4 separate regions of the Sus scrofa genome follow, and all the other regions are linked to region 1. A link is a contact called in public HiChIP or PLAC-seq and promoter capture Hi-C data. All regions are on one chromosome and are shown on one strand. The core of a region is the stretch at or near the end of the contact, and the rest is flanking DNA. Distances in the headings are between cores, read along the strand shown.

What was found. Promoter capture Hi-C pulls out the DNA fragments that hold promoters and counts their contacts. HiChIP or PLAC-seq counts read pairs in DNA pulled down with a chosen protein or histone mark.
Region 2: an H3K27ac HiChIP or PLAC-seq map of alveolar macrophages shows a contact between it and region 1. The contact joins the promoter of FRMD8 here to the promoter of SCYL1 in region 1. A contact is called at or near these places in 1 of 5 promoter capture datasets (fetal skeletal muscle), 4 of 47 Hi-C or Micro-C datasets (embryonic fibroblasts, epiblast stem cells and liver) and 2 of 2 datasets of contacts at active chromatin or transcription factors (alveolar macrophages and skeletal muscle).
Region 3: an H3K27ac HiChIP or PLAC-seq map of alveolar macrophages shows a contact between it and region 1. The contact joins the promoter of MAP3K11 here to the promoter of SCYL1 in region 1. A contact is called at or near these places in 3 of 47 Hi-C or Micro-C datasets (fetal heart ventricle, liver and skeletal muscle) and 1 of 2 datasets of contacts at active chromatin or transcription factors (alveolar macrophages).
Region 4: a contact with region 1 is called in a promoter capture Hi-C map of fetal liver, with 4 times the contacts expected there. The contact joins the enhancer-like site here to the promoter of SCYL1 in region 1. A contact is called at or near these places in 2 of 5 promoter capture datasets (fetal liver and fetal skeletal muscle), 29 of 47 Hi-C or Micro-C datasets (adipose tissue, alveolar macrophages, blood and 14 more) and 2 of 2 datasets of contacts at active chromatin or transcription factors (alveolar macrophages and skeletal muscle).

What each region holds. Positions count from the first base shown.
Region 1 is chr2:6,729,849-6,736,192 of Sscrofa11.1, forward strand. SCYL1 (N-terminal kinase-like protein) reads right to left here and starts at 3,629. Exons shown (of 18, transcript XM_003122558.5): 1 at 3,424-3,629; 2 at 2,934-3,074; 3 at 2,611-2,733; 4 at 2,302-2,528; 5 at 1,777-1,867; 6 at 1,544-1,699. The coding sequence starts at 3,534.
Region 2 is chr2:6,840,180-6,846,523 of Sscrofa11.1, forward strand. It overlaps FRMD8 (FERM domain-containing protein 8), which reads right to left and starts at 3,762. Exons shown (of 10, transcript XM_013994099.2): 1 at 3,606-3,762; 2 at 3,207-3,291; 3 at 1,329-1,496. The coding sequence starts at 3,291.
Region 3 is chr2:6,636,880-6,643,223 of Sscrofa11.1, forward strand. MAP3K11 (mitogen-activated protein kinase kinase kinase 11) reads left to right here and starts at 3,182. Exons shown (of 11, transcript XM_021082851.1): 1 at 3,182-3,371; 2 at 4,097-5,394. The coding sequence starts at 4,653. PCNX3 (pecanex-like protein 3) reads right to left here and starts at 3,054. Exons shown (of 34, transcript XM_021082830.1): 1 at 2,383-3,054; 2 at 1,834-2,021; 3 at 1,494-1,593; 4 at 1,351-1,390; 5 at 1,154-1,249; 6 at 1-929. The coding sequence starts at 2,535.
Region 4 is chr2:6,812,178-6,818,521 of Sscrofa11.1, forward strand. No RefSeq gene overlaps it. Among named protein-coding and RNA genes, the nearest start is that of FRMD8, 29 kb to the right of the region's middle. Within about 2 kb of position 3,459, at least 57 of the 83 cell types and tissues checked have an H3K27ac peak or open chromatin away from gene starts, as enhancers often do. A contact at or near this core is called in adipose tissue, alveolar macrophages, brain and 9 more, where this site is marked.

The DNA.
Region 1 (6,344 bases), core at 2,379-4,878:
AGACACGGAGAGGGCAAGGAGCTTGTCCAAAATCACACAGCTAAGAAGCAGTCTTGGGGAAGCTGTGACCCAGTGGTGTGGCACCTTGCTGTGCTGCACCCGGTGAAGAAGGGCTGTCACACCCCCATTGACAAAGGAGGCGGCCAAGGCTCAAGGTCACCAGCCGGGCAGGGATTATAACTCTGTGCTCTGTGTTTCCCAAATTCCTGTGACCTCTGTGGCACCCTCACCGCCACAGCCACTGCCTGGCCCAGCGGAGGTGACCTCTAACCGGGGCTGGGGAGGACCTGGTTGGCCCTCAAGCAGCTCAGTCTAGCGTGGGGAGCAAGCTCGGCGCTCTGACGACAGAGTTCAGGGGAGCAAAGGCCCAGAGAGAGGCCAAACCACATCCATGGGGTCACACTGAGAGTCACAGCTGGGCTCTCCACACCGACCCACCCAACGACAGGAGGCGGGGCCTCTGGGCCCCTCCAACTGCCATTAACAGCCTATTTCCTACGGGGCACACACTAAGGAGAAGGGCCGCCTGCAGAGCCAACCATGTGAGAAGAACTCCAGGTAACAGAGCTCATGCTGTCCCCACACTGCCCAGGAGGCAACAGGGCTCAGAGATTCCAGCACCTTCTCCTTCAAGATGCCACTCAGGTACCTCATCGTCAAGGCCCTCCAAGCCCCTGCCTAAGTTAAACTTCCGCCAACCATCCAGGCACCCCCCCGCCCCCGCCCTTTATTCCAGATTCTCAGGCACCAAGGCTGGGTGAGAGCAGGTGTCCGGGACAGCGGGACAGCGCCTCTCCCCCTCACTCCCTGTGGTCAGCAGGTACTGCGGTTAACCTCGTCATGCAGATACGGAAACGGAGGTTCAAAGAGATTAGGCCGAGGGCTCCCTCCTCACCATCTTCCATTTTTTGCTGTTCCCTCTGCCTGGAACATTCTTCCCCGGGTACCATCCCCGTGCCTCCCACCTTCACACTCTTCAGGTCTCAGCTCAAATCACCCCTAAGAGAGCCCTTCCCTGAGCACCCCACCCTCACTCTCCTGGCCTTATCCCCATCCCAGGAAGCACATGTTTCTTCCTTTATGTTTTCTGTCCCTTTCTCCCAGTGAGATGGAGGCCTGGTCCAATTATCCTCAGCTGGATCATCCTTGGGGGGCAGGGGTCTGAGCCTGACTCTCCCTCCCCACCCTGCTACCCACACCACAGCCCAGCATCAGGACAGGTCTAGAATGTAAGTGTGCAGTTAACAGGGGGCCAGGAGCAGACACTAAGCTCCTACTAGGGGCCAAGCACTATACCACGCACTTCAAACTCACTGACTCCTCACCAAACTTCTTTGAAGTAGGTACTATTATTGGGACTGAGTGTCAGCCAAGGGAAGTCACACATAAATAACAGTTGGAGCCAAGGTTTAAGCACAGAGAGCCTAGCTCTACAGTCTGTGCTCATCTCCAAGGGTCTAATTCTCAGGGGGCCTGAAAAGTGGGTGGTGGAGACTGGGTGAAGAACGTCGGGCCAAAGCCCACAGTGGGGCAGGGGGCTCACCTGAATCTCTTCCAGGAAGAGGTTGGTCTCCACAAAGCGGTTGTTCATGAAGCCTCCAGGCGCCCGGCAGTTCTGCAGGAAGCGGGCTGGGTTGGGACGAACCTTGGGGTTGGCTCCGACCAGCTCACAGTAATGGGGCACCAGTGATTTGGGGATCTGTGGGAGAAGCAGCAAGGTCAGGGCAGGGGCCACCTGGCTGGCGGACAGGGGCTGGGGTGGGGTCAGATATTCACCTTTCCAGGGTTTCGCAGGGCGGCTGCACGAGGTAGGGGCCCATTGAAGACTTCCCAGATGAGGCAGCCCAGGCGCCACATGTCGGCTGACCTGAGGCAGTGACCAGAGCTGCTCAAGGCCCAGCCACCTGCCAGCATAAAACTCCAACCTATGCTGAGCACCAGGCACTCACTGCATGGCAGACCCTGTGCTCTGTTCCTCAGCTCATCCTCCCATCAGCCCCGAGAAGTAGGTTTCATCAGCCCCATTTGACAGATAAGGAAACTGAGGCTCAGAGAAGCAAAGACACCCACCCCGGGTGACACAATTTTCAAATTCAGAACCACCTAACCCCAAAGTCTGTGTTTATCCTGCCCTACTTCCCTGAGGATCCTCGGAGCAAGGAGTGGGCCCACCCTGAGGACCCTGGTCCCCTCCCAGCTGGGCAGCAAGGGACAAGGGAGTGACATATAATCTAGGGGGCCCGAAGCTGCAGGGGCTTCCAGAACAGGGCAGGTTGGGGCATGCCGCCCCCAGTCACCCACCACTTCTCTCTGACTGCTTTGCCACTGCCATCGGCCAACTCTGGGGGATCGTACTGCTCAAGTTCGGGGACCCCCTTGCGGGGAGGACCCCCACCATTGCCCTGCGCCGAATACATGTAGTCCAGGCCCCCAAGCTTCCACTCCCCAGCGCGGTCCACGAACACAGCGGCCATGCAGACATTATTGTGGATGAGGCTGCAGTCGTTGACCAGGAAGCTGAGGGCTTTCTGGGGACAGAAGGAGCCATCACAGCCCTGTACCTGCAGCCCCCCCATCCCTGCAATCATCACCACTACCCCCCCACCTCACCACAATTTGGTGTAGCCCCCAGGAGAGCTCCATCTCCCTCAGATCACCAGTCTCTGTTCGAGCCTTGAGGTACGCTGCCAGCGGGGTCACAGCCTCCGTCACCACGTGGAGGCATTTTTCTGTCTGAAGAAGGACGTGGAGTATCAGCGCAGAGTGGAGAAGAAGCAGGGGGATGAGAGACGTGATGGGGACCGGGTGGAGAAGGGGAAGTCAAATCTGGGGGTTACTGGGGCAGGGGGCTGGGAAGGGGCAGGAAGGCAGGAGCAGGAGACTGGGAGAAAGTGAGGGGCAGAGACAGAGCAGACTGAGCGGCCGGTAGGTACCTCCAGCCCATCGATGTAGGCCAGGATGTTGGGGTGCCGGAGAGTTTTGAGGCGCTTGAAGGCGGCTTTGGCCACCTGGGTTTGCTCTTCGGCGCCGGGCTTCACATCATAGACGAAGATGGACACCGGGCTGCCTGTGGCCTGGGGCAGAACAGAGGGGCCTCAGGGGTGTGGGCCGAGCCCCAAGCTGACCACTCCATCTCCGAGATGGTCCCCGGAGCTAAGTACCGGAAAGGAAGACCCGCCGGCCGGGTCTCCCCCCAGGACAGCCCTTGGGGACTGAGTCGGGCCCACGTAACCCCGGTTGGGTGCGCCTGTTGGTCCCTCGGTCCTTCCGCCCGCCACGTCGGCACTACCCGTCCCCCTCCCCCGGCCCGTTGCCCTAGAGGCTCCGCAGCCACGTCAGGCGGGGCGCGACGCGGCGGGGCCGGCGGCGCTGACTAGGCGAGACCGAGGTCGGCCGAGGCCTGCGGAGCGGGGCCGCGCTCACCTTCTTGCGGCCGCGGTGCAGGGCCCAGGGTCCGGGCGGGCTGCCCTCGGGAGGTTCCGGGCTGAGCTCAAACGGGAAATCCCGGACCGGGTCCCGAGCAAAGAACCACATCGTCCCCGCCGCCGCCGCCGCCGCCGCCGCCGCCGCGGCCTCGGGCGCTTCAGCTCCGGGTCCTCCCGCTGCCCGAGCCGGGGCGGGGCGGGGCGGGGGCGGGACGGGGGCGGGGTCGGCCGTGGCGAGGGCGGGTCTGTGTGGGCGGGGCCTCGTGGGGGCGGGGCTGGTGGGCGGGGCGGGGCTGGTGGGCGGGGCGGGGATCCGAGGGCGGCAGGTACTGGGGAGACCAACCCTCCTTCACCCCCTGCCCTGGCGGATCACCCAAACTCTCAGGGCCTCTGTGTCTTTATATCTAAAATGTGGAAAGCCTGAGAAGGGACAGAGGATAGGGAAACGGAGACAAGGAGGCGGGGAGATGGGGAGACGCCAGAGGAAATCGTCAGAGAGACAGACATGAAGGGGTGCAGGGTTCAGTGAGGAGTGAGGAAGAGACTTAGAGAAGATGACTCTCCCCAAACCAGACGCTCTCCCACACCAGCCAGTGGGCACCTCCAGGATGCGGTGAGGATCAAGTTGGTGGAATGACTGAGTGACCAGGGAAGAGGCACAAGGAAGCAAAGCCGGTGAGAAGGAGCGTGGGTGAGAGGCAGAGAGGGAAGCAAAGGTCCTGAGGAGGTCTAGGAACCCTGAGACAGGGAGAGGGGACCTGGGGAGGGGAAAGGCAGTGACCCCAGGAAAGAAGGGTAGGAGGAACAGCCCAGCAAGTTCAGAAGAAGCCAGGAGGCCAGGAGGGGCCCCTGCTCTCCTGGGCTCAGTAGAACTGGCTCTGTGTCTCCAGGGTCAGCACCTCCAGACCCCAGCACCTGTGCAGATAGGGGCTGTCAGTGGCAGAATGGTGTCAACAGCTCAAATGCCATTCATGCTGGAGGAGACCCAGCTCCTTAGCTGGACAGAGCCCAGCATCCAGGAGGGGCTGGGCTGGCAATGGTTTCTCCAAAAGTAAGGTCACGTTCATTACAACACTATTTACAATAGCCAAAACATGGAAACAAGCTAAATGTCCATCGACAGAGGAGTGGATCAAGAAGATGTGGTACATATACACAATGGAATATTACTCAGCCATTAAAAAGAACGAAATACCAGCATTTTTTGCAACATGAATGGACCTAGAAACTATCATTCTAAGTGAAGTCAGCCAGACAATGAGACACCAACATCAAATGCTTTCACTCACATGTGGAATCTGAAAAAAGGACAGACTGAACTTCTTTGCAGAACAGATGCTGACTCACAGACATTGAAAAACTTATCGTCTTCGGAGGAGACAGTTTAGGGGGTGAGGGGATGTGCTTGGGCTGTGGGATGGAAATCCTGTGAAATCAAATTGTTATGATCATTATACAACTACAGATGTAATAAATTCATTTGAGTAATTAAAATAAAATAAAAAGATTTTAAAAAATAAAACAAAACACAAAGGAAATTAAAACTTGTTCATCACTATGTGTCAAACACTGTATCAGGCAGTTCTGCACACAGTAACCCACTTGGAAGTTACTTGGCCTCTCTGTGCCTTATTTCCTTGTCTGTACAAACAAACCTCCTGGTGCTAGAATTTCATCAGTACTGTTTTTTTAAAAAAAGAAAGAGACTGAGGTTCTATATGCAAGATACTCAGAACAAGGCCTGCAACTGAAAGTGCTCAATAAATGTGAGGAGTTTATTTCATTCAAAACAAAACAAAACAAAACAAAAAAAGGTCACATGGAACCCAGGGTTGGGGACAGTCTTGCAGCTGCATCCTACAGAAGATGGATGAGATGCTGGAATTAATTAGGAAACATCTGGCTGGGATGCCTTTGGGAGCAGGTTCAAGGGCAGGGATGCCAAAGTCAGTAGGCTGGGTTCACTGGCTGTGGAGACTCACCTTACCTGGGAGCCTCGGTTCCCCCATCTGTAAATTGGGGTGGACGGTGCCCTGTGCCTCACCTGACACCGCTCCTCAGCAGTGACTCGTTCTCCCTTTTCTTGTTCAAGTACCCATGCAGGATGCTGGGAGGAGGATCCGACACAGTGGGGGCTGTTCAGGGCAGAACAAAAATAATAACTAGAGAGCCTCCTGTGGCTTCACTAGGAAGACGGTGACCACATCGGGAGTAAGGGAGTTCCCGTTGTGGCTCAGCAGGTTAGAATCTCACATAGTATCTGCAAGGATGTGGGTTTGATCCCTGGCCTCGCTCAATGGGTTAAGGATCCATGTTGCCACAAGCTGTGGCCTGGGTCGCAGATGTGGCTCAGATCCAGTGTTGCCATGCTGTGGTGCAGGCCAGGAGCTGCAGCTCAGATTTGACCTCTAGCCTGAGAACTTGCATATGCCCCAGGTGAGTCCCTAAAAAGAAAAAAAAAATTGTGATTATGGAACTGGCAATGTGGGCGCGTGGGTAGCATCTTGTCATGGGAGAAGACCAAGCAAGGGGCTTAAATGCCAAATTAGAGAGTCTGGAATATTACCCCTTTACTGAAGGGTGAACCACAGCCTGAGCTGTGTGTGTGAGTGCAGAATGCTGGCATGTGGCAGGCAGGGTGGGGTGATGCTTTGGGGTGGAGGTCATGGTTAGGGGTGAGGGCCTGTGAGCACAGGGTTTACGTGGTGATGTTTAGTGAGGGACACATTCTCTGAGCACCTAGCACATGTGAGGCCTGTCCAGTGCATGGGGCTGAGCCTGGAGAGGAAACGAGGGCAGGAAGGCCAGGGCCATCGGGCTGGGGGGAGACCTGGGAGTCCTAGGACACCGAAGAACAGCAAGGAGGTACAACAGGCTGGGCAGAGGACCCCAGGAAGAACAGTTACAAATGAAGAGACA
Region 2 (6,344 bases), core at 2,512-5,011, 110 kb after region 1:
TGGGCGCTGACTCTGTGCTGGGGCCTCCTGGACAGGGCGGTGCCCCAGGGCGACCCACCAGCTACACAGGCAGCCCATTCATGTTCTTGCGGCGGGGCGGGGGGCAGGAATGTGAAGAGGAGGGTGTGGGGGAGGAAAGAAGCTGCCCAGGACAGGGCCAGGGAGCACGAGGCAGGGCAGGGGCGGTCATACAAAACCCCCTGCCCTCGCCCCCAGCTTTCCAAAGACACAAGCCGAGGGGCCCACAGTCCTGACCAACAGCCAGAAGGTTGAAGGAGGGGCAGCTGAGCTGGGAGGGGAGCGGCCGAAAGAGACCGGTCAGCAGGAAAAGGGTGGGCGAGAGCAGCAGCTGGGCAGGAAGCACCCACTGGCGGGTGGGGGTGGGGAGACAAGCACACCCTCCCCCGTCCAGCCAGCAAGATTCTCCCCCAGGGCAGAGGCACAAGGCCCTTCTGGCCCCTGATCCTCTTCAAGGGAGAACATTGAAGCTCAGAAAACTTGTCAGGCCCCCACATCATTCGGAATATCCTCTCCCCTGGTCCCTTCCTGCCCAAGCCAGCAGGCTAGCGGCCCTGTTCTGAGGCCCCAGGCAGCTCCCCGCCAACCCCCTTGCCCCTGTCCCCCAGGCCTGAGGGTCTGGAGAGCCCCCAAGCCCACTCCACCCCCGCCTTGGGATGGCAGCCTCAAGGGGCAGTACAGGGTGACCACCAGCCACAAACCAGGCAGCGCTGGAGGCCCCTGCAGAGAAGCTGGGCTCCCAAGCATCCTGCCTCCCCACCCTCAGGAAAAGTCTCCTCCTGAGGGGTGGCTGCATCCCAGGCCAGGTCCCACTGTCCCTCCTGCCCCCAAAGGGCAGGATGCAGTTCTGGGGGCCACCCAGGCTTCCACTCTGATCTTGGTTCTACCACGCACTGGTCAAGCCCTCCGAACCTCAATTTCTTCACCCGCATGACCAGGCTGATCCAAAGGATAAGGTGAAATTATCTGTAAAATGCCAGCTCAGGTTGTGGTGCTGACCACATGCTCAGTGAACGTGCACCCCTTCGCTCCCGGGCCCCCAGGTCCTGCTCCCCCTGATGCTCAGGCTCCATCAGTGCTGAGGCTGAGGGACGGGCTTGGCCCCTCCTGTGCCACGGGCAGAAAGAAAGGAGGCAGGGGCAGAGGGGCCAGGGCTCTGGGTCCTGAAAGTCATGGCCGGCTCCAGGACACCCACGGTCCCACCTTCCCCTGAGAAGACAGTGGCCAGAGGTTCTGGAAGTTGCCTCCTCTTCCCCACTGGTCAGCGCCCTCCAATCCTCCCACCCTGGCCTCTCACTGCCAGGCCTCACCCAGCAGAGGGGAGACGAGCCAGAGCGCGAAGGCATCCAGGGCGATGTCCGGGAGCTGCAGGACTTCACGGATGGCACGATGCAGCTCGTGGGCGCTGAGCGAGGGCAGGTTCTCCACGGCCAGGGGCACCACCGAGTCATCCGCCAGGTACACCAGCACGTCCGCTGCTGCAGTGAAGGCCAGGCCGGGTCAGCTGAGCCCAGTCACAGGCACAGGCCTGCCAACCAGGCACCCTCCACTCGCCCCCAGCCCCGGGCTGCAGCCCCCACCATATAGTCCTGGGCTGACCAAGGCTGCACCTCGAGGCAGAGGCCCAGGATCCCCAGAGGATCCTGGAAGAGTGCTGTCTACGCAGACTTCCTGGAGACCCTCAAACCACCCCAGAAACCCAGCACCTCCAGCCCGGGGACCAGCCTAGACCCAGCCTAATCCCCAAAGGTTAAAATGAGGGCCGGCCACTGCATCTCCTCCCACTCCCCTGGCAGCCCCAAGGACTCTGGTGTGCTTCTCCGCTGAGGAGAACAGCCTGCAGGTGGAACTGAGGCAGAGATTGGCTGAAGCCATCCCGAGGTTAGAGGTCAAGCAGGGAGGGGAAGAGCTGGTGACCCCACTGTTCTCCTTCTGCGAGTCACTGTCCCACGCTAGCCCAAGCTAACATGGAGACAGAGGCTTCCCAAGGCCACTCCAAGGTGAAGCAAGTTCCAGGGCTCAGCTTTCTTCGCACTCTTCAAGCCTCGGGACTCAACATGTTGGCCTTTCCGGTCAGAAGGAGCACAACCCAAAAAGCTAAGTGTTCCTTGTGACAGCCAAGAGAGACCTCTGCAAGAGCCGTCATCTCCAGCTCCACTGCTGGACCCGCAGGCAGCATGAAGGAGCACTGTGCTTGGAGGCCAGTATCCCAGAGTTCAGATCCTAGCTGGCCTCTGGCTAGTTGACTGACTTCAGCACGTCAGTTAGTTGCCTCATGTGCAAAATACGGCTAATACCCCTCCCCTCACAGAGTGGCTGTGAATCAAAAGAAGTGAAGCCTGGAGTTCCTGTCGTGGCTCAGTGGTTAATGAACCCGACTAGGAACCATGAGGTTGTGGGTTCGATCCCTGGCCTTGCTCAGTGGGTTAAGGATCTGATGTTGCCATGGGCTGTGGTGTAGGTTGCAGATGTGGCTCAGATCCTGCGTTGTTATGGCTGTGGTGTAGGCAGGCGGCTATGGCTCCAATTCGACCCCCAGCCTGGGAACCTCCATATGCTGAGAGAGTGGCCCAAGAAATGGCAAAAAGACAAAAAAAATAAAAAATAAATTAAAAAAACAAAAGAAGTGAAGCCTGTGAAAGGCAAAAGCACAGTTTAGTTTACCATCCACACAGGTGAAGGTGTTCGTTTGGATCCCCGGTCTGCTTTGCTCTAACAGCTACTTTTTTGAGAGATCCTAACACAGTGCCCAGGTCATAAAATTCAGACCTGCTTTTCAAGCAGGGAAATCTGGAGGAGGGAAGACTCCAGTATCCTGTGACTTAAACTCTCTAGGGCCCAATTTCCTTCCTATAAAATGTAAATAATGATCCCTGCTTTCAAAAGGCTATTTATCAAAGAAAGTGCACGTCATTTTTCATCCACGAGCTTTCACTTGAATTTCATGGCCATGTAACATTTTAACAAGTGAGGAAATGGAGATTCAAGAGTCCCCAGTTTGATCGGTAGCCTAGTGACAAGAGTCCAGGTCCTTGGACTGACGTCACTTTTCCACACCTCAACATAACTTATTAATTAATCAATAAGTAAGATTCTCTTTAAGGAAAGCGATGACAAGCCAGGGCCCCTTCTTCAGGGCTGGGGTCTAGGGGGGTATGGCGGGGAGGAGATGGGGGACTGAGACCCACCTCTGGCTCCCATGGAGGAGACACTGCTTCGATGCGACCGATCAGCGGGGCCGGGCTGTCCGGCATTGCCTTCCGTCCCGTCCATCTGCAGAGAGAAAGAGAAAAAGCAATGACGGGTGGATCCAGGGATGGGGTGCTGGGTCCCTCCAAGTTCCCACTGAGGAAGGAAGGGGGCCCGAGCTGATCTATGAAGGTAGAACAACCGGGGCTGGAGGCACTGTGAGCAGATTAGCGGGGTGAGGGGTGGGGGTCCTCAGCCAACTCGAGGTGGGGGCTGACGGAAAATCCAGGACCGCGGCGGTCAGAAGGGTCAAACTCGGTGCGCCGCGGTGCCCAGGCAAGGCACGGCGTACCCCCGTCAGGCGCGGGGACCCGTGCAGGGCGTTGTCGAGCTCTCACCTCGCAGGGACTCAGTGCCCGCCGCCTCAGCTTAGGTTCCTGTCCTAACTCTGGTCCCTAACTGCCGCTCCCGCCTCACTGCCGGCGGGAACTCAGGACCCCGCTCCGGCTCCAGCTCCCAGGGCTGCAACGCGGAAGCTGAGACGTAGGAAGCGCCGTACTCACGGCCCCGCCTCCCTGAGCCGCGGGAGCCAATCGGAGCCCGGGCTTCCGCGCACGCGCCCTGCCTAGTCCCCGCGCGTTCTCGCCCCCCCCTTGTTCACGCCCCCCGCTCCCGCTTTTGGTCACACCCCAGTGGTGTGGCGGTCGCGTTGGGAAACCGCACCACCACCTACTCCAGTGACTGGGGGCGTGTGACACCACACACACACACACACACACACCCACACACACACACACACACACACACACACACACCCACCCACGAATGTTGGCCTGTAACAGTGTGGCGAACTGTCAAGGCAGTCGGGGCGCGAGCTCTGGCGCTCACGCGTGTGACTTTGGGCCGGTCCCCTCACCTGCAGAAGGAAGATGCTTCATGGGGGCGTATCAGGAATTCACACTGTGCTTGGAGGGGGTGTGTCAGGGACGCACACTGCTGGGCGCTGGGTAAAGGTGATACAGGCAGCCGCCGGTACTGCAGTGCTTTGAGGTCGAGAGGGATGGTCAGGAGATAGGGTCCCTGTCCTGACTCATCCTAGACAAGCCCTTCCCCTCCTGGCCTCAGTTACCTCTTCTGTAAAATGGGAATGACCGCCTCCCATGTCCTCAAATTATGTGTCAGAAATCCAGGCGAGGCACACTTGCGATTCCGGGGAGCAGTCACATGAGCCTTCGCTATCTTGACACACAGCCTGGGACACCTTGCGGCATTCCCAGGCTGGGAGAGGTGTGGGGGCCCTGAAGAGGCAGGTGTGAAACTACTTATCCCCAGGGTCATGTCACCAACATGTCCCGGCATGACCAGCATGTGTGTGCCTGAGGTGTAGATCTCAGGGGGAAAAACAGGTCCATGAGGCGCCTTCCTGATCCAGAGGAGCCAGAGGTTGCCCCAAGTGACAACAATGGGCTGGGGATGAGGAAGGTGGGCGGGGGTGGGGGGGAGCGGGTTCCACTGGCACTGATTCCCCCAGGATTGGAAGGCAGCTCCAGCTCCTAACCCAGTCCATTTCTTCAGTGTTTGAAACAGCCCTTTGCCTGCCCCCAGGCCCCACACTGCCTGACCATTGGTCCCTTATGTCATGATTTCTTTCTTCGCCTGAGCTGTGAGAACAGGCACATCCCTCTGGGTTCTCAGCTCGGGGACAGGACGCAGTGGCTCGGTGGCCTCCCTAAACTGGCTGGACTGAAATGTGAACCCACTTCGGTGTCGTTGGATGCTTACTGGGTGTGGGGCCTGGCCTAGGGCAGGGGGTGGAGGTCTGGGTGAGACACGGCCCCTTCCCCGCAAGAAGCTCGTGTTATGGTTTCACTGGGGAGTGGAGAGAGAGAGGAGAGAGAAAAAAGCACAGGAAATGCATGGTTAAAGCTACATAAAATGAGGGACGGTCCCGTCGTGGCTCAGCAGAACCAAATCTGACTAGCATCCATGAGGACGCAGGTTTGATCCCTGGCCTCGCTCAATGGATTAAGAATCCGGCATTGCTGTGAGCTGGGATGTAGGTCACCGATGCGGCTTGGATCTAGCGTTGCTGCGCCTGTGGTGTAGGCCAATGGCTGCAGCTCTGATTCAACCCCCATCCTGGGAACTTCCATATGCCTCAGGTGCAGCCCTAAAAAGACAGGAAAAAAAAAAAAAAAAGAGCTACATAAGATGACAGAATTGCCTGAAGAGCTAGAAAATGCCACAAGCAGGAAGAGCAGGGTCCTTGGTTCCTTGGCACCTACTGTGTGGGAGGCCCATTCCCGTGTTCCCTCATGTCACCCTCATCGACCCTGTGAGTGGAAATAAGAGTAATAGTAGCTGCCATCTGTGGAGCGTGTTCAACGTGCTAGACTCTTTTCTAAGCGCTTTAATCCTCATACTAAGAGGCGCATATTCTGTCCTCATTTTATGCTGAGAAAACAGGATCAGAGAGGTTTGATAACCAAGCTGACATCTGGCAGTATGTGTGGTGGTGGTGAGGAGCCTGGAACCCAGGTCCAGAGAGGAGGGGCCCTGAAAGACATTCCTGAAGCGGGAGCTCCGGGAGCAGGCTTTGAACTTGGGGAAGCCTTGAGAAATCAGAAAAGAGCAAGTGAGGGAGTTCCCATTGTGGCTCAGTGGGTTAAGAACCTGACTAGTATCCATGAAGCTATGAGTTTGATCCCTGGCCTCACTCAGTGGGTTAAGGATCCGGCATTGCCGTGAGCTGTGGTGTAGGTTGCAGACATGGCTTGGATCTGGCGTTGCTGTGGCCGTGGCGTAGGCTGGCAGCCACAACTCAGATTAGACCCTTGGCTGGGAACTTCCATATGCTGCAGGTGTGGCTATAAAAAGAAACAAACAAAAAAAAGAACACAGCAGGTCCTAAGACGGGGTGGCCCTGGCGGCAGTGGTGGGGAAGGGGGCATGAGCACCAGGGGGAGGGTGTGTGGCGGGTTTGGCAGTAGGTGAGGACGTTTTGCAGGTTGTGAGTAGTCAGCATCCAGATAAGAGCTCTGTTCCGCCAGGCAGAGGGTAAGCTGCTGGCACCGGCAGGAGGAGTGGAGAGCTAGCCAGGGCTGGGGCTGTCCTTCTGCAAGGCTCGGAGGAAAGTC
Region 3 (6,344 bases), core at 1,932-4,431, 93 kb before region 1:
GCGGGCATGAGTTTTGGCGCTGGCAGTACTAGGCGTCCGCTGGGTCCCATAGGGCCGCTTGGGGGGCACAGCAGTCCCCTCCTCAGCCCCGTGGGGCGCCCTTCGTTTCCGGGGTCCCCCCGCTGCACCCCGAGAGCTCTCGGGAGAGTAGCAGGAAGTGGAGGAAGAGCTGTCGGTGCTATAGTGACGCTGGGACCGGAGGCTGGAAGCCGGGCTCAGTTCACTGCCCTCGCTGGTGTCGTCGTCCTCAAAAAAGCCCCCGCCTTCGAGCAGTGGCCGCCGAGGGGCACGGCCAGCCGGGGAGTGTCTTCGCAGGGGCGGCCGCCGCTTGCTAGGCCGCAGCAGGGCCAAGTCCTTGGGCCGCACAACCAGGAGCGGCTCAGCCGGGCCTGGAGGCGTCCCTGCTCCTACGACTGTGTCAAAGGAACGTAGTGTGTCGTCTGAGGGGACCCCGGCATCTGGTGAAGCGGGCAGCTCGGCCTCCGAGGGTGGGTCTGTATCGCTGCCCTCGGGGGCCTGCCCGCCGGGGGGGCTGTCCAGGTGGGTGGAGTTGGTCTTCTCACTCTTGAAGCTGCTCAGCGTCTCGCGGTCAGTGCCACTGAAGCAGGAATCGGAGGAGCCGGCTTTCTGGGGTGTGGGCTCCCCGGAGCCCCGCCGGTCCAGGGGCTGGTAGCCACCCGCTCCCCGGCGTTGTTCCCGTCGACTGCTGGTCCTCACCAGGGCCCGGTCAGGCCGGGTCAGGGTCAGGAAGCTCTTGCTCAGCTCCTGGCTGAGGCTCCCCTTCAGCAGGGGGCTCATGGGAGTGTCAGCCACGCTGCTCCCGCTCCAGGGGGCTCCCTCTCCAGCCAGGGGAGACCGTTCTGAAGAGTCCGTGCTGGGGAGAGATGGGTCGGGGGCAGCCCCTGGGGGCGTCTGGGGAAGGTCTCCAACTGTCAGGACAAAAGGAGACATAAGAGAAGAGAGTGGAATTCCATAAAAGGAACTGGTGGCGAAGGGGGTCTTGCGGTCCCTAGTTTGAGAGCCCAGCTGGAGCAGGACCCCGAGAAAGCCCCGTCTAAGAGGACAGAGAGAGCGCCGAGGGAGCAAAAGCTGGGGTGACGCAAAGACAAGACCCCAGTCTTTCCCTGCGCCCCTGCCCATCGTGCCCACTCACTTAGTTTCTCCTGGGAGCTCAGCTTCAGCATCTCTCGGTCGGCTGAGGTCACAATCACGTTGTTGCTGCCCTGCTCCCGCACCAGCTCCTTGATGTCTGCAACCACAGCCCCGGAGGCGTCAGCAGGACCTCGAGGCATCTACGCGCCACTCCCTGTTCTGCACCGCCACCTTCAGTCCTGAAGGGAAGCCACCTACCTCGGAGGGGCCCAGAGTCCTCCATCCGGGGAAGCAGCTCCTGAGCAGAGAGAAAAGGATGAGGGAGCAAACAAGGCAAAAAGTGGGCTCAGGACGGGCTCCCAGGAGAAGAGAGGGGGAGGCCGAGGGCCAGAGCCACTCACCGAGACCTGGTTGAAGCCAAACACGGAATGCTGAGAGCTACAGCGTACAGGGGGTGTGGAACTCACTTTCCGAAATACTGTCATCTCCACTCCGGGGTCCCTAGCAGTGGAAAAGGAACATCAGCTTTGAGCTGCCCTTTTCTCTTCATACAGTTCGTCCTCCGCCATCCCCACTGCTTCTCCCTCCACAGGGATCCCCCTTACAAATCCAGGGCCAACACAAAGAACAACTGGCCGCTCGCTCATGAAGCCAAGGTTCCCTAAGCCCCTTCATTCTCCAATGCTCAGGCCCAGGCACCAAGACTCCGCCATTCCCAGCATAGGCCCTGCCCCCGCCTACCTGGGCAGACTGCTGTCCCCCTGGGCAGGCTCTTCCTCTGGGTCCCCCATGGTAGAGTTGCGCTTCTCCACAATCTCGCCCTGGTCGAACATAGCATGCAGCCGATAGTTCACAGTCTTGATGGTAGCGAAGATGACAGCCACCACAAGGCAGTACACACCAGCCACCATCAAGCTGGGGGGCAGGACCTGGGGGCGGCAGCAAGTCAGGTCCCTCTTCACACAGCCCTGTCCCTACCACCTACCACCACAGTCAGGACTAGGACACACAAATTCATTAAACTCCATCACGCCTGCCGGCTGCTAATACAAAGACCCTGCGAGGCAGCCCTATCTCCAGCATAACTGGAATGAGATTAAGTGAGATTCAAGGTCACCCAGGCCAGGGAAATTCTGGCCTCTCTTCCACACACTCCAGACTCCGCAGTGAATCCTCTTCCCACACCCCAGCGCCCCAGCCACAGCCCAGAATCCCTGCCAGGTTGCACCCCTTCGTGACATCTGCCCTCCCTTTCCCCGGCACGAGTTACAGGTGGCCGCAGCATCTCACCATATACAGCAAGAAAGGAAAGGTGAGCAGGAAGATCCAGACATAGAGATGGAAGCAGTTGGAGAAGGTGCTCTGGTGTGGGTCGAAGAACCAACCGCCGGTGAGCGAGGCCCACACCCCCTGGCGCAGGATCTGCAACACCTGCGACCCCATGGCCCCGCCGCTGCTGCGCGCGCCCCCCTCCCGGGACCCTCATGGGGGCGGCCCCCGGCCCATGCCCCGCCTGGCGCCCGAGGGCCCCGGGGCCCAACCTCGCGCTCACGCCATGGCCTCCCCCAGCGGGGGAGAGGGGTCGGTGGGGCGAGGGTGCGGGCAGGGGGCGGGGCCGGCCAGGGCAGTCAGTGGTGCGAGACCCAAGAGCCGGGGTGGAGCCGCATCAGGGGTGGGGTCCAGGCCCCCACCCCCGGCCCAGAACTGCTCCTAAGGGCCGGACCGGCGGGCAGGCGCAGGGCACGGGCCGGGCACCGGTCGGCGGCATCCAGAGGTGGGCGTGGGGTGGGTGCTCCGGGGGTGCAGACGACGGCTCCCACGGTTCCGGCCCGGGGAGAGCCCCGGGACCCTGAGGTCCACTTCCGGGGTCACAGGTCACTCGCTTTGGGCTCCGCGGTCGCCCCGCTTCTGCGGGAGCCGACCCAAGGGGGAGGCCGGAAGAAGGAGCCGCGAGCCGCCAACCTGCAGTGGCGCATGCGCCCGACGAGACCAGTTGGGACCCGGAAAAGGAAAACCTTTCGGCTCGAATGCGCAAGCGCAGGGAGGTGGTGGACCGATAAGAAGCGGGAGAGCCCGCTGGGCTTGCGCAGCTGAGGAAGGGACGATCCAAAAGGCACAAGTCCTTGAGCGCATGCGCACACCTAAGCGATGCCAACCTAGCCGCGATCACTGGGCGGAACGCGAGGGAAGAGTTACTAGAGGCGAGGAAAAGGATGGAGGCGTGGACACCCCTGGGGGCTAAAGCCACAGTTGTGCGCTACTGGAGCAAGCCCCTCTAGGTGCGCCCTTTTTAGCGCTGGACGTCAAACGTCACGAGCGGCCTCTACTTCCGGGTCAGAGCTCAAACTCAGAGTGTAGAGAGAACAGGCAGGACTAGTCGAAATAGGATAGTGTCGTTTTTCTTAAAGTGACAGGCTCAAGGCAAGGGGGTCCGTCGCGCGGTTGCGAGAGCGATTTAGCTATTCCAAGTGCCATCACTGGACAAATTTCAGGAGCACAGTCTCAGGTTTCCATCCCTTCTTGGGAAAGAGGCATGAATTGTTTCCCAGGTGAAGGGAAGCAGTAAATCTTAGACAACGCGTTCCAAGAGCTCCAAGTGCAGCCAGTTTCGTCCTCCATTCTTGCCTACCCCCACTGCCAGCTCTGCAAAGCGGAGCTCCTGGCCCCAGTTTCAGACATGAAGAGAATGAAGCGCAGAGAAAGGGTCACACGGCCCTGCAACTTCGGAGCCAAGACCACACTCGGGTTTGCCCCTCTTCCAAGCCAGGATCTTTCCCCCAGTTTTACAGATGCAGACGTAGAGGGCGGGGACGGTCCCTCCTTAGCAGAAACCAACCTCGACCTTAAACCTGTTGTCACGGGAGGTGGGGGCTACGGGCTACACTTCCTCTCCTTCTGCCTCTCATTGCCCGCCTACCCGGTAACTCCCAGACCAAATCGCCCTGCAGCCTCTGGGAGGGGAGCGGTGCTACCCGCCCGCGTCATCTGATGCTGTTTCCTGCAGGAGAGAGAACAGCGGAAAAAAGTGAAACTCCACCCTCCACCTCTGCCTCCCGCCCCCGGGGCCAAAGTACAAAGGGAGGAGGAAGAAGGGAACGGGGTTGGAGCCATCGGGTCGCGAGAGCTGAGCCAGGAAGAGGCAGCTCAACCTAGAGACACTCCAGCCACCCCCCTGCGCAGAGACCCAACGGGAGTCCAGGCACTGCCCCTCGCTGGCCCCACCTTTCACTTGGCGGGTGCTGGAGCTCGGCTCCCAGGACTGCTCTGGACTGAGGGACGCCCGGGCCCCTCTGTGCCGGCCATGGTGAGACATCGGAGGCCCTGGGGGTCCACCCCCCCAGCCTGACCACACTGCTTCCCTAGGTCGCCCTCCTCCGGAAGCCCGAGATGCGGTGGGCCGGGAGGCGACACTCCTGGCTCCCCAGAGAGGCGTGGGTCTGGGGCTGAGGGCCAGGGCTCGGATGCCCAGGTTCCGGGACTAGGGCCTCGGCCGTCAGCAAGGGTGGGGACCGGGGCACCCAGGGAAGGTCCCCCACACCCGCCAGTGCCAGCTCCCAGCTATGGAGCCCTTGAAGAACCTCTTCCTCAAGAGCCCCCTGGGGTCATGGAACAGCAGTGGCAATGGGGGCAGCGGGGGCAGTGGCAGCGGAGGTTGGCCAGAGGGGTCCCCGAAGGCTGCAGCTTATGCCAACCCTGTGTGGACAGCCCTGTTTGACTACGAGCCCAATGGGCAGGACGAGTTGGCCCTGCGGAAGGGCGACCGAGTGGAGGTGCTGTCCCGGGATGCAGCTATCTCGGGTGACGAGGGCTGGTGGGCGGGCCAGGTAGGTGGCCAGGTGGGCATCTTTCCGTCCAACTATGTGTCTCGGGGCGGTGGTCCCCCCCCCTGCGAGATGGCCAGCTTCCAGGAGCTGCGGCTGGAGGAGGTGATTGGCATCGGTGGCTTCGGCAAGGTCTACCGTGGCAGCTGGCGGGGTGAGCTTGTGGCCGTGAAGGCAGCTCGCCAGGACCCCGATGAGGACATCAGCGTGACAGCTGAGAGCGTGCGACAGGAGGCTCGGCTTTTCGCCATGCTGGCACACCCCAACATCATTGCCCTCAAGGCCGTGTGCCTGGAGGAGCCCAACCTGTGCCTGGTGATGGAGTATGCTGCCGGTGGGCCCCTGAGCCGTGCCCTGGCTGGGCGGCGCGTGCCCCCCCATGTGCTCGTCAACTGGGCTGTGCAGATTGCCCGTGGAATGCACTACCTGCACTGCGAGGCCCTGGTGCCTGTCATCCACCGAGACCTCAAGTCCAACAACAGTGAGTTCGGGGGAGCGTGGCCGGAGGGTGGCATGGCCCAAGCAGACAGCTGCTGCCGGCTCTTAGCTGAGCCGACCCAGGGGTTTCCTAGAAGTGGCAGCTCCTGCCCAGGATTGTCTCAGGTCCCTGGGGGGACCCGTAGGCTCACATCAGTGCCAAAGCAGGAACCCCAGGCACCCAACAGAGCCCCAGCAGGAGTCCCTAACCCCAGCTCACAGCTGCCAAGTTAAAAAATGGGAATCTCGGAGTTCTTGGCGGCTCAGTGGATCAGGGATCTGGCATTGCCAGGGCTATGTCTCTGGCGACAGCCGTGGCCCGGGTTCGATCCCTGGCCTGGGAACTTCCACACACCACGGTCTCTCGGGCGGACCATAAGCAACCTGCCTACCATACATGGCCACTAGCTCAGGGGAGGCGAGTCCTGGGCGCTGGCACCCCTCATCTTCAGGGAACTCTCTTGAGGTTCACATGCACCCACAGTAAAGGGGCAGCTTCTCCAGAAGAGAAATCTCAAAGGGGCAAGCCCCCCCACTGTGGCCAAAACTGGGGCCAGGGATGGAATTCTGGCCCCACTCCTACCCCTGGCTGCACCATCTCTAGCTGGTTATTTCAACTCAGAGCTCTGATTTCAGTCTCCGTAAAAAGGGAATGTTTGGGAGTGTGAAGCGGCTTAGCACACGGGTATCTGACACCTGGCACACAGTGGGTCATCCACCATGGGTGTGGACATTTGAAAGCTGGATCACTAAGAGGGCTTCGCCTGGAATCAGCATTTGGAGTGGGCGTGGCGGGGCTAAGGGAGACTCAGGGGCAAGGCACTCCGTCTCCAGCCATTTCAGGTCGCACGTGCTGCCCGGCCCAAGACAAGCAAGTGACAGGTTCAGGGGGCTCTCTGAAGCGGGCTAGCTTGACACCAGGCCCAAAGCCGGGAGTGTTCCAAGAGGCACCCA
Region 4 (6,344 bases), core at 2,209-4,708, 82 kb after region 1:
GGGGTGGGGGGGCGCGTGACTCCTCGTGATCGCAGGTGACGTCAGCGCCAAGGCGCGCGGGCGGGGGCGGGGCGGCGTCAGGCCCGCCAGGCTGGAGCCGGGGCCCCTCCGGAGGGGAGTGGGCACTGTTGGCAGGTTGGCAGCTGGGCTGCCTGTGGAGAACCGCACCCGCAGCTGTGCTTAGTGTCTGTCTCTGGTTAAGAAGCCCTGTTGTGATTTTTATTTTTAAAAGTTAATTAAAACGTTACATTTCCCCCCCCATTGCCTTTTGATAACTTGAGGGGCATGTATCATGGCTTTGTTATTCTCAGTTAACCAAGGCCTTGGAGGTTTGAAATGTTTCATCAGAAAAGATGTTCTTGTTGGGACAGAATACTTTATGATTATTCATTATGTAATAAATGGAAAAAGGCAGTTGCAAAGTAATGAAAAGCAAGATCTTGTTTGTGCAGAAAACAACACACGTGTCATTTCTTGGCCATCTGTTCCCAAGGGTAGAGATAGACATTCAATCCCGCTTTACTTCTGGATTGGGAAGTGGGGAAAAAGAGTTTTTGGAAAAACTAGTTTGTCCAGGCCAGTTTGCAGTCTGTGATGGGGGCCTGTTTGAGGACTGCTGCTGGGGAAGCTGCCTGCTGTCTGCCCCCAGGGAGTAGGCCCCCAGGCTGGGTCTCCTAAAATAAGGCAAAAGCAAGCCAGGCACGCTCTGATCCCCTCAGGCCCTCCCCAAGGGCCTGAGCGCTTGGGGAGAATTTCAGAATTGGTAGTTGGCATTTCCTGTGCCAGTGTGGGGCTAGAAGAAAGAGGAAGGACAGCTCCCCTCCCACCCCCCGTATGGCCTCCTTTCAGCCCTGGGCCCCTTCAGCAGGGCGTTGGAAGGACAGTGGTCAGAGTAACCAGAACTGGGAATGGCTTCTCTGACCAACTCCTGCCAGAGGTCGCCTCCCAGAATACCCTCCCACACCCCAGCAAACTGCCTGTGATGACAGGCTCCCTTGGCAACAAGGGGAAGATTTTTTTTCCCCCCTTGCCTCTGCAAGATGGCATCTGCGGGTGGGGCAGGCCAGCTGCCACACCCGCCCTGTGTTCTCAGAAAACTGGTGACTCTCATGTGACCCTCCTCCCAGAAGGTCAAGTAGGTGACAAGCCAGGGCTTGTTCACAGGACTGCTCAGGGAAAGATTCTGGCAGTTTGCTCTTCCCCAAGATCTTCCTCATCCGTCTCATCCTGGCAACATGTCCAGGGGTGGGTCGAGGAGACTGGGCCTGAAAGAACAGTGTGGAAAGAAGGACTTGCCTGTCAGAATGTTCTAGAAAGGCTGGGAGGTGTGTGTAATCCCAAGCAAATGCCTTCCCTGCTGTGTCATAGTGCCAAGCTGTGGGCTCAGCCCTTTATTTATCTCCTAGGCGCCTGAGAGGAGGTAGTCACTGCGGAGTGGCTTGCTACTTTTTTTGGCCACGTCTGCAGCAGGCAGAAATAGCTGGGTCAGGGAGTGAACCTGAGCCAGGGCAGTGACAACGCCGGATCCCTAACCCACTGTGCCACAAGAGAACTCCTGTAGCTTGCTTTTTTCTCTCTCTGGTCTAATTACCTTCCTCATCCACACGTCATTCCCAAATCCCAGGAACAAACTGTATTAGATTGTATTTTTCAAAAGAGCAGGAGTAGGTGGAATTAGCAATGCACAAAGCATTAGGATTCTGCGCTGCTTAGGACTCTCCAACACGAAAGGAACTAAGGCCTTCCTTTGTGCCCCTGTGTCTGGAGGGGTCCCACCACCCACTCCATTTTCAAGGATAAATTGGCACAGTGTCCATGGGCCCTGGCTTAGAAGCTCTCCGGGCAGCATGGCTAGCTTTTGTTGGAGCTGGATTGTCTCTGAGGAGGAATGAGGGTAGAAAGCCACACAGGGACCTCTCTGTCCGGCCTTTGGGGCCAAGGCTGTCCTTACAGTGAGATGGACAAATGGAAGGCTCGGGTCCTGCCTCTTTCTGCAAATAAGGCTGAAAATACCTCGGGAGTATTTTTACAGAGAGGAGGGCAGGGCAGCCAGTGCGTCAGCAGATTTCTCCTGAGCAAAACAAGCTGTTCCAGGAAACGGCAGTAAACAAGAGAACTTTGGTCCCTGGGTGGGGCTGGGTGATGAGAGGCCTGCCCCACCCGGGGGGTGGTTGAGACCTGCTCTTCCTGGGGCAGTGCCCTGAGGGGCTCATGGCTGGGGGGACGGGGGGGGGGGAGGACCCCTTGGGCAACATCCGGATTTCAGGGTCAGGGCCAGGGCTCCAAGTCCTTTCTCACAGCCAGGATTGCCTTCCCTTCTCGTTCTGAAGCCTGCTTAGTTTTGTTTTCCTGAAAACACATCAGCCCAGGACGGGTCCCAGGAGAGAGAAGAGGGGCGAGAAAGGGCTGGTGCTTTAGGGTCAAGATGGGTAGGAGGGTGATGATATTGCTGCCACCACTAGAGAATGTGCCAGAACCCTGCTCCCGTCTCTCACAGGCCCAGTACTAGAGCTGTGGCCTCCTGGGTCACCTTGGACTTGTAACGGAGCAGGACCCTGGGAGGCCTTCCCAGAATAGACCCCCACTCATCTCCTCCGCTTGCCTTTTTAGCTATAGAAAAACTTGAACGAACCAATTTAATCAGGGAATGAAAAAAAAAAAAAAAAAAAAACAAAGAAAACAGTAATAACAGCTCAGCCATTCAACAAAGTCAAGGACCTTCAGTTCCTCAGAGACTTTAGATAGGAGTTCCTATTGTGGCTCAGCAGGTCAACAACCAACTAGTACCCAGGAGGATGCAGGTTCAATCCCTGACCCCGAGCAGTGGGTTAAGGACGTGGCATTGCCGTGAGCTGTGGCTGAGGTCACAGACTTGGCTCAGATCTGGCGTGGCTGTGGCTGTGGTGTGGGCCAGTGGCTGCAGCTCTGATTTGACCCCTAGACCGGGAACTTCCATATGCTGTGGGTGCAGCCTTAAAAAGAAATTAAAAAAAAAAGAAAGATAAAGAAAGAAAACCAAAGCCTATAGATAATATTTTGAGCCATGACCCTGGAGCTGTTTTGCAGGTGCTGAAGCTCCCACCGTTTGGAAGAAACCACCTAACTCGATGCTGCCCACAGCACGTAGACCCCAGACCCGATGGAACCAGCACGTTAAAGCTGCCGACTCCCAATGACCTCCCCACCCACCAATCAGGAGCATGTCCAGGAGCTGACCACGGCCGGCTCCTCGGACACTGTAGGACTCCTCACAGTCCCCTCCGAGGGCGGCACCAGCCTGCTGTGTGTTCCCTCTTTGCCTGGCAGTTAAAGCTGCTTTTTCTGCTTCCTCCAACTGTCTCCGTGCTTCTGTCTGGCACTGGTGCCGAGATTTCGACTCTCCCCCTCCCAGGAGCCCCTCGGCCTGGGCCTCTCCCTTCAGAGCCCCAGGGCCCGGGTTTCAGGGCCTGGGTAAGGAAGTGCACAGTCACTGCGTGCTGGCCGGGAGCCCTTCCTGCCCTGGCTCGCCTCCCAGCGGCCCAGCGGGAACAACCCGGACCTCCGCCCAGCCCCCACTGGCCTCTCCTGCCCTGGCAGGAAGCTGGGCCCCAGCCTGGTCTGGCCCACCCTGCTGCAGGCCCCCGGGCAGGCCCTTCGTCAGCTCTCCAGCCGGCTTTCCCTGTTCTCACCTCCTCGCTTTAACAAAAGAGTCTGCCTGGAAGCACTTAACCCAGTGGCTCTGCCTGGAGGTCACCTTCCCAGTGAGACTCCATCCCCACCCCGTCCTGCTGGGACGTGAGCTCCTCAAGGGAGGGCCTTCCGTCTGTTTGTCCTCCCCTGGGCCTCTGAGCTGGCAGTCCCCGAGACGGCCCTGGCGTGGAGCGGATCTTGATAAATGTGTTGACCAAACAGTTGTGCCCACTGTGAGGCTCTCGGTCAATATTTGTGATGTTTCTGGGCTGATCGGAGGAAGGAAATGAGTTCCCAGGTCAACAGCAGGCCCACAAAACAGGTGGCGGGCCCGGATCTGGGGTCCCGTCCACCCCGGACTCCCAAGTCAGGACATATGGAGAGGGTGGTGGGGTCGGGGTGGGGGGACTGCTGTTCCCTGTGGCCGGGGGCCCAGCAGCTCCCAGGAAATGGCTGGTGCAGCTCAGGGAGACAGGGGAGCCTCTCTTGGCGGACGTGGCAGAAGGCGTTTGAGGGGGAGGGTGTCAGGGGTTGGTTCTCCCGGTTTATAAGGCAGAGGAGGAAGTGGGCCAGTCCACCTGCATTTCCTGCTCTCATTTTGGGAGCCCATGTGTGTCCAAAAGAGAGAGGGACAGGAGTTCCCGCTGTGGCACAACGGGATCCGGCAGTGTCTTGGGAGCACTGGGTCTCAGGTTCCATCCTGGCGCAGTGGGTTAAGGATCCAGCATTGTTGCAGCGCAATTTATGCTGTGACTGCATCTTGGATCCGATGCTCCCTGGCCTGGGAACTCCATGTGCCTTGGGGAGGCTGGAAAAGGAAAAAAAGAAAAGGCGGGACAGGCAGGGAGGTGATCCTGTTAGGAGGGGGCTCTCATATGTGTGACCTATGCCTCCTCTGGGGTTCCAAGGGCCCCCCAACTGGGAGCCCCCTGCTTCTAGCGCCAGGCCTTGGGCGAGCCGTGGCTCCAGGAACTAACTGCAACGCCATCAGTCGCCTTCATCCAGCTCTTTGGGACGCTCTGCCGTGTACAGAGGCATCAGGGGGGCCCTGGTGCCCAGCCCCGCTCCCCAGCCTTGCACGAGCCGGCCTGCTGCCTGGAGCTCACGTTGCCCTTTTCCTGCCAACTCCTTCACTGGCTCATGGTCGCCTCCCTGTGTCCAGAAAGCCCTGCTCACCAGACTCTCTTGTCCCCCCTCCCGAGTGCCAAGCACCGACGGGGAGCAGCAGGAAGGCCTGTGGAATGAGGTACCCGGTCCCACAAGCCTTGCCTCCCTGGACCACTGTCGCCCCACCAGTGGCCCCAGACGTCCTCGGGCAGGCCCCCTGTTGCTGACGGAGCAAGTCCCAGCTTTGGGGGGCCCCACCCTTTGGCCCGTGTCCATCTCACCAGCCTCGCCGCAAGCCTCACCCACCAGGAACCTTGGTGACAGCTCCTCTGGGTGAGCAACCTGGTGGTGCTGAAAGCCGCCCCTTCCCAGGCCTAGGTCTGCACAGCCCCCCCAGGGACCCTCTCCTCCCAGGCTGCCTGCAGCCCCCCACCGGAGCTCACTTCTGCTGGTGTCCCTGAGGCTGGAAAGGTCCCCAGGCCTGAGCCTCTCTCGCCCCCACAGTGACCCCACTGGAGCACGGGTTGTTCAGACCACCCTTGAACCTCTGCCCTTTTCTGTTCTGACTCCCCTAGACCTGCCCAAGTGGCACCTGTGAGAGACCCAGGTGGTGCCGGGGCTTCTGTGGGCAGCGTGAACCCCTGAGGGGTTCATGTGCCCCTGGAGGCTGCCGACCTTGAAGCTGTGGGGGAGGCCTTTGCTCCTACCAGCCCGGAGCGTCAGCGGTCACCACCCCCTCTCCACCAAATGCCAAGATCAAACAGGCCGGCGACATGGAAGTCCTGGGAAGAGCTGGGACTGTTATTATTCTCCCACTTGCACATTATACCCGTGACGAGTAGAGTGAAATAGCTGCGGGGAAGGGGAGGATAAATGAGGAGTCTGGGATTAACATATACGCACTCCTATATGTAAAACAGAGAACCAACAAGGACCTGCTGTATGGCACGGGGGCCATGCTCAATATTTTGTAGTAATCTAGAAGGGAAGAGAATTCGAAAAAAAATATATACATAATAATATTATACATAAACTATATATATTATAAATACATAAGTTATATTATACATGGGGAGTTCCCGTTGTGGCTCAGCAGTTAACAAACCTGGCTAGTATCCATGAGGACGCGGGTTCGATCCTTGTTCTTGCCCAGTGGGTTAAGGATCCGGTTGTTGCCATGAGCTGTGGTGTAGTTCGCAGATGCAGCTCGGATCTGGTGTTGCTGTGGCTGTGGCATAGACCAGCAGCTACAGCTCTGATCAGACCCCTTGCCTGGGAATCTCCATATGCCACGGGTGCAGCTCTGAAAAGCAAAAAACAAAACAAAAATAATAATAATAGCTGGGAGTTCCCGTCCTGGCTCAGCAGTAACGAGCCTGACTACTATCCGTGAGGATGCAGGTTCTATCCCTGGCCTTGCTCAGTGGGTTAAGGATCAGGCCTTGCCTGAGCCACGGTGTAGGTCGCAGATGCGGCTCAGGTCTGGTATTGCTGTGGCTGTGGTGTAGGCCGACAGCTGCAGCTCCCATTCAACCCCTAGCCTGGGAATTTCCTTATGTCTCGGATGT